Linked DNA regions of Mus musculus: region 1 is linked to region 2. A link is a contact called in public HiChIP or PLAC-seq data. All regions are on one chromosome and are shown on one strand. The core of a region is the stretch at or near the end of the contact, and the rest is flanking DNA. Distances in the headings are between cores, read along the strand shown. Region 1 overlaps Adcy3 (adenylate cyclase 3). Region 2 overlaps Gm46332 (a long non-coding RNA gene).

The links. HiChIP or PLAC-seq counts read pairs in DNA pulled down with a chosen protein or histone mark.
Region 1: a contact with region 2 is called in an H3K27ac HiChIP or PLAC-seq map of embryonic stem cells, with 5 times the contacts expected there. The contact joins two enhancer-like sites. A contact is called at or near these places in 3 of 15 datasets of contacts at CTCF or cohesin (embryonic stem cells, large pre-B cells and pro-B cells), 2 of 484 Hi-C or Micro-C datasets (embryonic stem cells and nephron progenitors) and 5 of 115 datasets of contacts at active chromatin or transcription factors (all in embryonic stem cells).

What each region holds. Positions count from the first base shown.
Region 1 is chr12:4,179,298-4,183,156 of GRCm38.p6, reverse strand. The region is part of intron 2 of Adcy3 (adenylate cyclase 3); the gene reads right to left. Among named protein-coding and RNA genes, the nearest start is that of Adcy3, 47 kb to the right of the region's middle. Within about 2 kb of position 2,491, at least 28 of the 459 cell types and tissues checked have an H3K27ac peak or open chromatin away from gene starts, as enhancers often do. A contact at or near this core is called in embryonic stem cells, where this site is marked.
Region 2 is chr12:4,557,539-4,561,682 of GRCm38.p6, reverse strand. The region is part of intron 1 of Gm46332 (a long non-coding RNA gene); the gene reads left to right. Among named protein-coding and RNA genes, the nearest start is that of Gm46332, 10 kb to the left of the region's middle. Within about 2 kb of position 2,867, at least 88 of the 459 cell types and tissues checked have an H3K27ac peak or open chromatin away from gene starts, as enhancers often do. A contact at or near this core is called in embryonic stem cells, where this site is marked.

The DNA.
Region 1 (3,859 bases), core at 1,242-3,741, 380 kb after region 2:
AGAAAAGAAAAGACTATGGAGGGAGAGGAAGACAAGATTCTGTGTGGCTTTAAGTAGCCAGAGATAGCTATGCATATCATATAAGGGATGAATAACTACAGAACAATTTGTCTTATCTAGGTGAGCGATTTATAACAATATTGATTGGCTCTGAATTCACTGTATGGGCCTTTTGTGGGGTGAAAATTTACTGATATAAATTTGACTTACAAATGTCAAGCCTCTAGAGTTTTGATTTTGCCTTGTTACTGGGATTTAGGACTGCTGACCACAGTGGCTGGATGGCTGGGAATGTGAGCAGAATCCGCAGCAAGAGAACCACGATTGGCCACTGCATGGGGATAGCCTAGGGGTGATGAGACCATGAGCAGAGAGTAGCTGAGTATGGTGTGGGATGGTGCCATTCTTTTTTAATATTTCCCACAACATTCTCCAAGATCAATAGTTGCACCTACCTGCTGAGCCATCTCTCCAGCCCTAAGAATCAGTACGTTTTAGGACCAGGTCCAAACACTAAGTATTTCTATAGCCACCTGCCGAGTCTCGAGTCCCTCTGCTTTTCCTGGATCCTTCGCCTTTATTTTACACTCCGAACTCTTCTTTCTTAGTGCATATCTAACCAAGTCACAGGACCCTGTTTATCTCACGTGTGACCCACACAGATCGAAGTTCCTATACTTCAGGCCTCCTTCATTAATTTGGATGCATCATATCATGTTCTATACCATACATGCAACAGAACTCCTGACTAGAATGGTGAGGCAATGGCCGTACCCTTCTGGGTAGCTTCTGCTAAGCCCCAGTGACCCTGGGACAGAGAGAAGGCTGGAGGAAGGCCTTTCAGGAGAAACCTGCCTATCATAAGACCCTGGTGGATGCAATCAAAGGCTTGCCAGGAGCTGCATGACCAACAGCTTCCACTGAGCCCACCAACATATTAGGAGGCCCTATATACCCTCTTACCCAGCAGGGCCCATGCAAGAGTTTACTAACATGGTTCTCAGCCCTCAAACCTACCAGCTGTGTGGTTAATTCACTGAGAATGCCCATGTGGGATGTCCACCTCTCCAATAACCCCCAATACTCCCTCTCTATCCTCAATTCCCCACTCTCTGGTTCACCTAGCTGTAAAGCACTTAGCTTCTACCATCAAGGTCCTGATCTGGGCTACCATATCCCTCTGATCTCCCTGCTTCCTTGGCTATCTCTTCCCCATCAATAGCTACACTGTTTGAATTCCTGGGATGGCTAATCCTAGCTCTCCTCAGCACAAAGCCAAGGCTCTCTCCAGGACTGCAGGCTCCAGGTTGTGGCTCACAGGATCTCTGCCTCCCTCCCTCTCCTGTTCCACTGTCCTGTGTTCCTGCCGATGGACACACCCCATCCCCATCTCCTTCTGTTCCTAGCACTGTGTTCCATGTGTCCTGTGGATTCACCCCAGGTTCTTTCCCATGCTGCCACCCTCCCCATGGCTTGCTGCTCACCACCTGCAGGTCTCCACTCCACATTACCTCAAGAAAGCTTTCCCTGGCCCAAGATACTGATACCAACTTCCGTCTACCTGTGGTGCCTGGTAAGTTCCTTTCCCTGCTCTGTAGCTCATACGGATGTATTTTCTGCCAGCCACCCCCACAGAATCTATGCTCAGAACCATGTCCTCGTGGAAGGTGGCCCTGGATACTAGTGATCTGAATTAAAATGTATGCTTACTCTGTTTGTGTGTGTGTGTGTGTGTGTGTGTGTGTGTGTGTGTGTGTCTGTCTGTCTGTCTGTCTGTCTGTCTACCTGCCAGTATATGTATATGCATGCAGAAGCCTGCAGACAAGAAGGCATTAGATTCCCCGGAGTTACAGGCAGTTGTGGGTCCCCTGACTGGATGGATGGGTGTTAGGACCATGAACTCAGGTCATCTGCAATGACGGTAGATGCTCTTAACCACTGAGTCATCTCTCCAGGCTCTCATGGACTTCTTAACCATCCTATTCTCTATTACCACTTCACAGAGAAGCTGGGGCTCAGAGCACATAAGTAACTTCTCAGGGCCAAGCGACAAATGGTTCAACTAGAATGAGAATCTATGTCTCACTCTGAAACCCAGCATGGTGGCTCATTCACACCTGTGATGCCCAATCGGAAGGCTAAGGCAGGAGTGCTATGAGTTCAAGGCTAGCCTGGGCCACAGAGTAAGACTCGTCTCAAACAGGAAAAATTTACAGACACTTGGCAAGGTAGTAAAAAGCCCAGGTTGCCATAGAGGATGTAGACATTTCTAATTATTAATTATGCATTTAATAGACTACCTGGATTACTAGCCACAGCCAGACAGGAGATGCTCCCAGCTGTGGCCACAGACCACAGGATATGCTGAAGGATATGACGCCAGCAGTGGTGGTCAAGACTGGAAAGCTGCTGAGCCAGCAGAGGCTCAGAAGACAGACTTCAGGTAGACAGGGCTTGGGAGGCAGGGCTCAGTAGGAGGAGTGGCTTAAAAGTGCTGACGTCATCACTGCTGCCTGGAGGAGTCACAGCACAACAGAGCCCTCCTCACCAGGAGCCCCCTCGCCCCAGCTGCCTGAAGCAGGGATGTGCCTTGCTAGGTTCTGAAATACTGGCATGAAGAACACCCTGTAAAGTCCAAGTGGTGGAAACTAAAGCCACAGAGAAACCAGTATTCATCGTACAACACGTACAACAAGGGGAGGCGCCTTCTGGCTTTCCTCACATCAAGGGATTTCAAAGCTAAAACAAAAGCTAAGGATATTAACTGTATTCAAGAGTGTTTCTGGCCCGACATGGTGGCGCACACCTTTAATCCCAGCACTCGGGAGGCAGAGGCAGGCAGATCTCTGAGTTCGAGGCCAGCCTGGTCTACAGAGTGAGTTCCAGGACAGCCAGGGCTACTCAGAGAAACCCTGTCTCGAAAAACAACAACAAAAAATAACAAAACAAAAAAAGAGTGTTTCTGTTTAGAGGCTAAAATGAAAGTGTATTTCCAAATTAAAATGAAAGTGTATTTCCAAATTAATGCTCTGTGGCCCTATCAGGTGACCCACCCAATTTCAACACTGGAATTTCAACACTGGGGATACTGAGGTCCAGTGCCAAGAGGAAGAGGCCACACCCCTGTGGAGAGAGGAGGTGCGCTGCTCTCTGCCCACACCAACCATCTTTCCCCACTGAGCTGCTCCCCAAGGAAGCAGGCCCATCACCCTCACCTCACTGTTGCCAGGACAACTTTGGGGTTGGTACTAGAAACCTGATTCTCCCCTCCCCCATGGCCTCCAAGAGAACAAGGCTCAAGGTTAAGGGGACTCTGTGCCACGCCCTAACAGCCGAAGGACTTGGGGCACGCAGTAAAGGTCAGAGGACAAGGATATTCAGGCACTGAGCCTATGAAGCAGTGCATTCTCCTAGAGTTCTCGGCTCTCGGAGGGAGAGAAACCCAATCCTGTGGCAAACAGGTAAAGTCCTGGCTCAGAACAGCAGCAGACCTCACATGAAGGATCAAGACCCAGGCAGAGGCAGGCTGAGAGAAGCAGGTTACAGCAGTGTTCACCTGTGTGGGCGCCACAGAAGTAGTGTCTCCTAAGCCATGATTCCCAGGGCACACAGCTAGTGACAGTGGACAGCTCTCTTATAACCCTGTACAGCCAGCATCTCCACTGGAGCCTGGATGCAGCTTCCTAGGTGCTGGGGTGTGGGGGCTGAGAGGAGCCCTCCCCCCCTCGCCCCCCCCCCCCGCCTTCTGAAGGATAGGGTGTGCCCTGAGGAGGCTCCCCTGTCACTTCTCCATGCCCCTCATTCCTCCTTCTTTATTTTCCGTGCCTGCTAAGTGTTTCTGGGGGTGATTCAGGTACTT
Region 2 (4,144 bases), core at 1,618-4,117:
AAATCTTCTTTTACTTTCCTTCGAGAGCACTTCTCCCATTGTCCTTCACTGTACCCTGCTTACTGGAGTCCCAAATTGGGTGCCATCTGAACAAGCCAGCTCAGTCAGTTAACAGGTTCTCCAGGGCAGGATCGAGGATTAAAAAGAAAAGAGATGATTAGACAACATTGTAGCATGACCTGAGTTCTGAGGCTGAGATGAGTTTAATTTTTTTCTAGTCCACTTTTATATGATTCTGGGTACATACAAAAAATATGGTCAGTTCTTAAGGCATAAACAAAGTAGTCAATGAACAAACAAAGAATAAATATAGTAGTCAAGGAACAAGCAGGGAAAAAAATCAAAGCAATAAAGTCCCATGGTCACTATGTTTAGAGGTGTATCAGGATGGTCTAGATACAAGAATACATTTCTCAGCTGTATTTGCCTTGAGCCTATTTCATTGTCCCAGCCCGGTATTCCACCAAATTCCTAAAACAGCTCTCCACAGATTTCCAAAGTGGCAGTACAAGGCTGTACTTCCACGAGCAATGGAGGAGTGTTCTCCTTGCTCCACAGCTCATCAGCATGAGCTGCCACCTGTGTATTGAATCTTAGCCATTCCAACAGGTGTAAAATGGAATCTCAAAGTCATTTGGATTTGCTTTCCTTGATGGCTAAGGATGTTGAACATTTCTTTAGGTTCTTCGCCATTTGCGATTCCTCTGTTGAGAACTCTGTTTAGCTCTGTATCCCATTTTTTAATTGAGTTATTTGGTTTGTTTATGTCTAGTTTCTAGAGTTCTTTATATATTTTGAACATCAGCCCTTTACCAGATATGGAGCTGGTGAAAATCTTTTCCCATTCTGCAGGCTGCCATTTCTCCTATTGGTGGTGTCCTTTGCCTTAACCTTACAGAAGCTTTTCAGTTCCATGAGGTTACATTTATTACACATGTGCATATATACAATGACATATATAATGTGTATACTTATAAATAAGATACATGAGAATAACCAGTGAACCAGCTGCAGGTACAAATGCTTTTAGATTAAAAAACTGTTACAAGGAGTCAGGTATGGTAGCAAACACATATAATACTGTGGTAGTTTGAATAGGTATGGCCCCCACAGACTCATGTGTTTGTATGCTTGGCCATAGGGAGTGGCACTATTAGGAGGCATGACCTTATCGAGTAGATGTGGCCTTGTTGGAGGAAGTGTGTCATTGTGGGGGCAGGTTTTGAGGTCTCATATGCTCAAGTTACACCCAGTGTGGCACATAGTCTCCTGCTGCTGCCTACAGATCAGGATGTAGAACTCTAGGCTCCTCCAGCACTGTCTTCCTGCATGCTGCCATGCTTCCTGCATGATGATAACACTAAGCTTCTGAAACTGTAAGCCAGCCCCAATTAATGTTTTCTTTATAAGAGTTGCTGTGCTCATGGGGTGTTTCTTTATAGCAGTGAAACCTAATCTAAGACAAATACCAACACTTCAGAGATGGAAGCTGGAGGGTCAGAGAGTTCAAGGCCATCATGGAATACATGGTATCCAAACCCTTCTAGGCTCCAGGCACCAACTATACAATAAATGATAAAATGAGAACTCACAGAGGAATTGAGCATGTCAGTGTTAAAAACTTGTATATGACAAACCCACGAGGTGTAACTCACTGGAGGAGGGCTCTTCTGGCATGTGTGAAGCCCTGGGTTCAGTCTCCAAAACTACAATGAAAAGATTATAACATCTGAGCCAATAACTCCCACAGTTAAATCATGCTTTTAAAATAAAATACTAAAACCACACTAACGAGGGTATTCTTCATATGTAACAAACCCAGAGGATTCTGCTAGAGACACAGTGAAGAAGGCCCGGCCACTGGCCTGATTCTGTGTGGCTCCCTCTCTGACCTGTTCTCTGAGTTACTCTCTTCCCCTGCTTTATCTTAAATCCTAGGATCACAGATCTGACAGAAATGGAAACCGCCTCCCAAGCAGCAGTGACTTCCGTGGCACTGGCCAGTCCCAGGCTAATAACCAACCAGACCACAGTCTCCCCAGGATTACTAGCTATATAAATCCTCGACTTTGGCGCTCCCTATATATAGCCACAGAGCTGTTGCTTACACCTCAAAGACAGATTTTAGGTCACTAGACTCTTTATTGTCGCTGGTACATCTACACTGAAAATAAACCCTATTCTGCTTTCAACACTGCAGGAACTGATTGACCAGGCCAAACTGTTGGGACCCCTACAACTGTGTCTTTACGGAGGACTCTCCTAACTGGCATGATAGATTTGAAGGAGGCCATCAAGGAAATAGTATCATAGACTTTTATTTTCCTTCAAATGAACTACCAAACTCTGACTTAAACAACATAGTATTAGTTTAGAGAACCAGAAAAAAAAGAAAAAATTCGGATTTGAGATTAACTTAATTCAGGGACTCTGGCTCTCTTTTCCTCCTTACAGTTGTCTTCATCTGTGTGTTCAATCAATCCCCGGCTGCAGCTAGGCCTCATCACTACACAGCATCGAGAAGGGAAACCAGCACTTCCTGAGGTGCTAACTCTTGCTCCCTCTCCCTCCGTTTATGTGTGTGTGTGTGTGTGTGTGTGTCTGTGTGTGCTCGCTCACTTGCGTACAGTGTGCATATAAGCACAGATCAAGGGCTCCCTCCATTTATGTGGTTCCCTTTGCTCTTTGCCATGAAGTGACGGTGCTTCTTCTGTAGTTTGTACCATTGTGTGTTAGCACAGGCCCAGAACAGCAGAGCCAATCAGCAAAGGACTGAAACCTCCAAAACTGAGACAAAGTAACCTTTCCTCTTTCCAAGTTTAGCACATTCCTGAATGCTGACTGGCACGCTCCCAGGAGAAAGGAATGCAACAAGGAGAAATGCTCAGCTACATTTAACCACAGCGGAATGATACACTAAGACATGTAGGGCTGGAGAGATGGCTCTGAGGTTAAGAGCACCGACTGCTCTTCCAGAAGTCCTGACTTCAATTCCTGGCAACCACATGGTGGTGGCTCACAACCATCTTTAATGGGATCTGGTGTCCTCTTCTGGTGTGTCTGAAGAAAGCAATGGTGTGCTCATATAAATAAAATAAATCTTTAAAAAGAAGAAGGAGGAGGAGGAAGGAGGAGGAGGAGGAAGAGGAGGAGGAAGAGGAGGAGAAGGAGAAGAAAAGAGACCTGATTGTAACTGGGTACAGGTGTCCGTAGTTGTATCTACTTGGAAGACTGGGGCTTGAGGCTAGTGAGTTCCAGGCCAGCTTGGGTGCCATAGTGAGACCCCCATCTCCCAAAAAAGTGAAAAAAGAGGTACAAGTTTACATTAAGCAAACTATCAATAATACTGAATTTTGTCAATTATGTGGAGAAATAAAAACTCTTAATGCCCTGCCAGTGGGAGTACTAAAATGAGACAATAACTGGAAAGACAGCATCCGCTAGCTAGTCAAGCAGAAGGTGATGTAACAACGCCACATCCTAGAGAAACTCTCAAAAGAACAAACCAATTCAGTGGGACTGTTTTACTTTGATTGTGCTGGGAATTGCCCCTAGGGCCTTTGCGAATGCTAAGTAAGCACTCTATCACTAAGCTATGTCCCCAGTGACAGTGGCACTAATTATAATAGCATAATATTAGAAGCAGCACCAGGGTCCAGCAGTAGTTGAATGATGGATTACAGCATAGAATGGAATACTATTTAACAGTGAAGCTACAACAGCACCAGCAAATCTCAGGAATATAATGTTGAATGAGAGGAGGCAAGTCACAGAGTACATATTATATTATTTCATCCAAATGAAATGTAAAGGATGTAAAACTATAAATATATAAGATGCTTAAGCCCTAAGAATTCAAAGATAACATAAAATTTAGAATAGTACTTATTTCTCTTCCAATTCCTATTTAGACATATTTACCTTATGTGTAGGCTGCCTGCATGTGTGTGCCTGACCACATCTGTGGCTGGTGCTCTGAGAGCTTGGAAGAAGGTTAGGGATCCCCTGGAAATGAGGTTACAGATGGTTGTGAGCCATCAAAGTGGATGCCAAGAACTTAACCCCACGCCTCCGCAAGGTCAGGAAGTGCTCTTATGACAAGGGCCGGCCTGGGCTTGGAGAGGGGTTCTGAAGTCAAACTGTG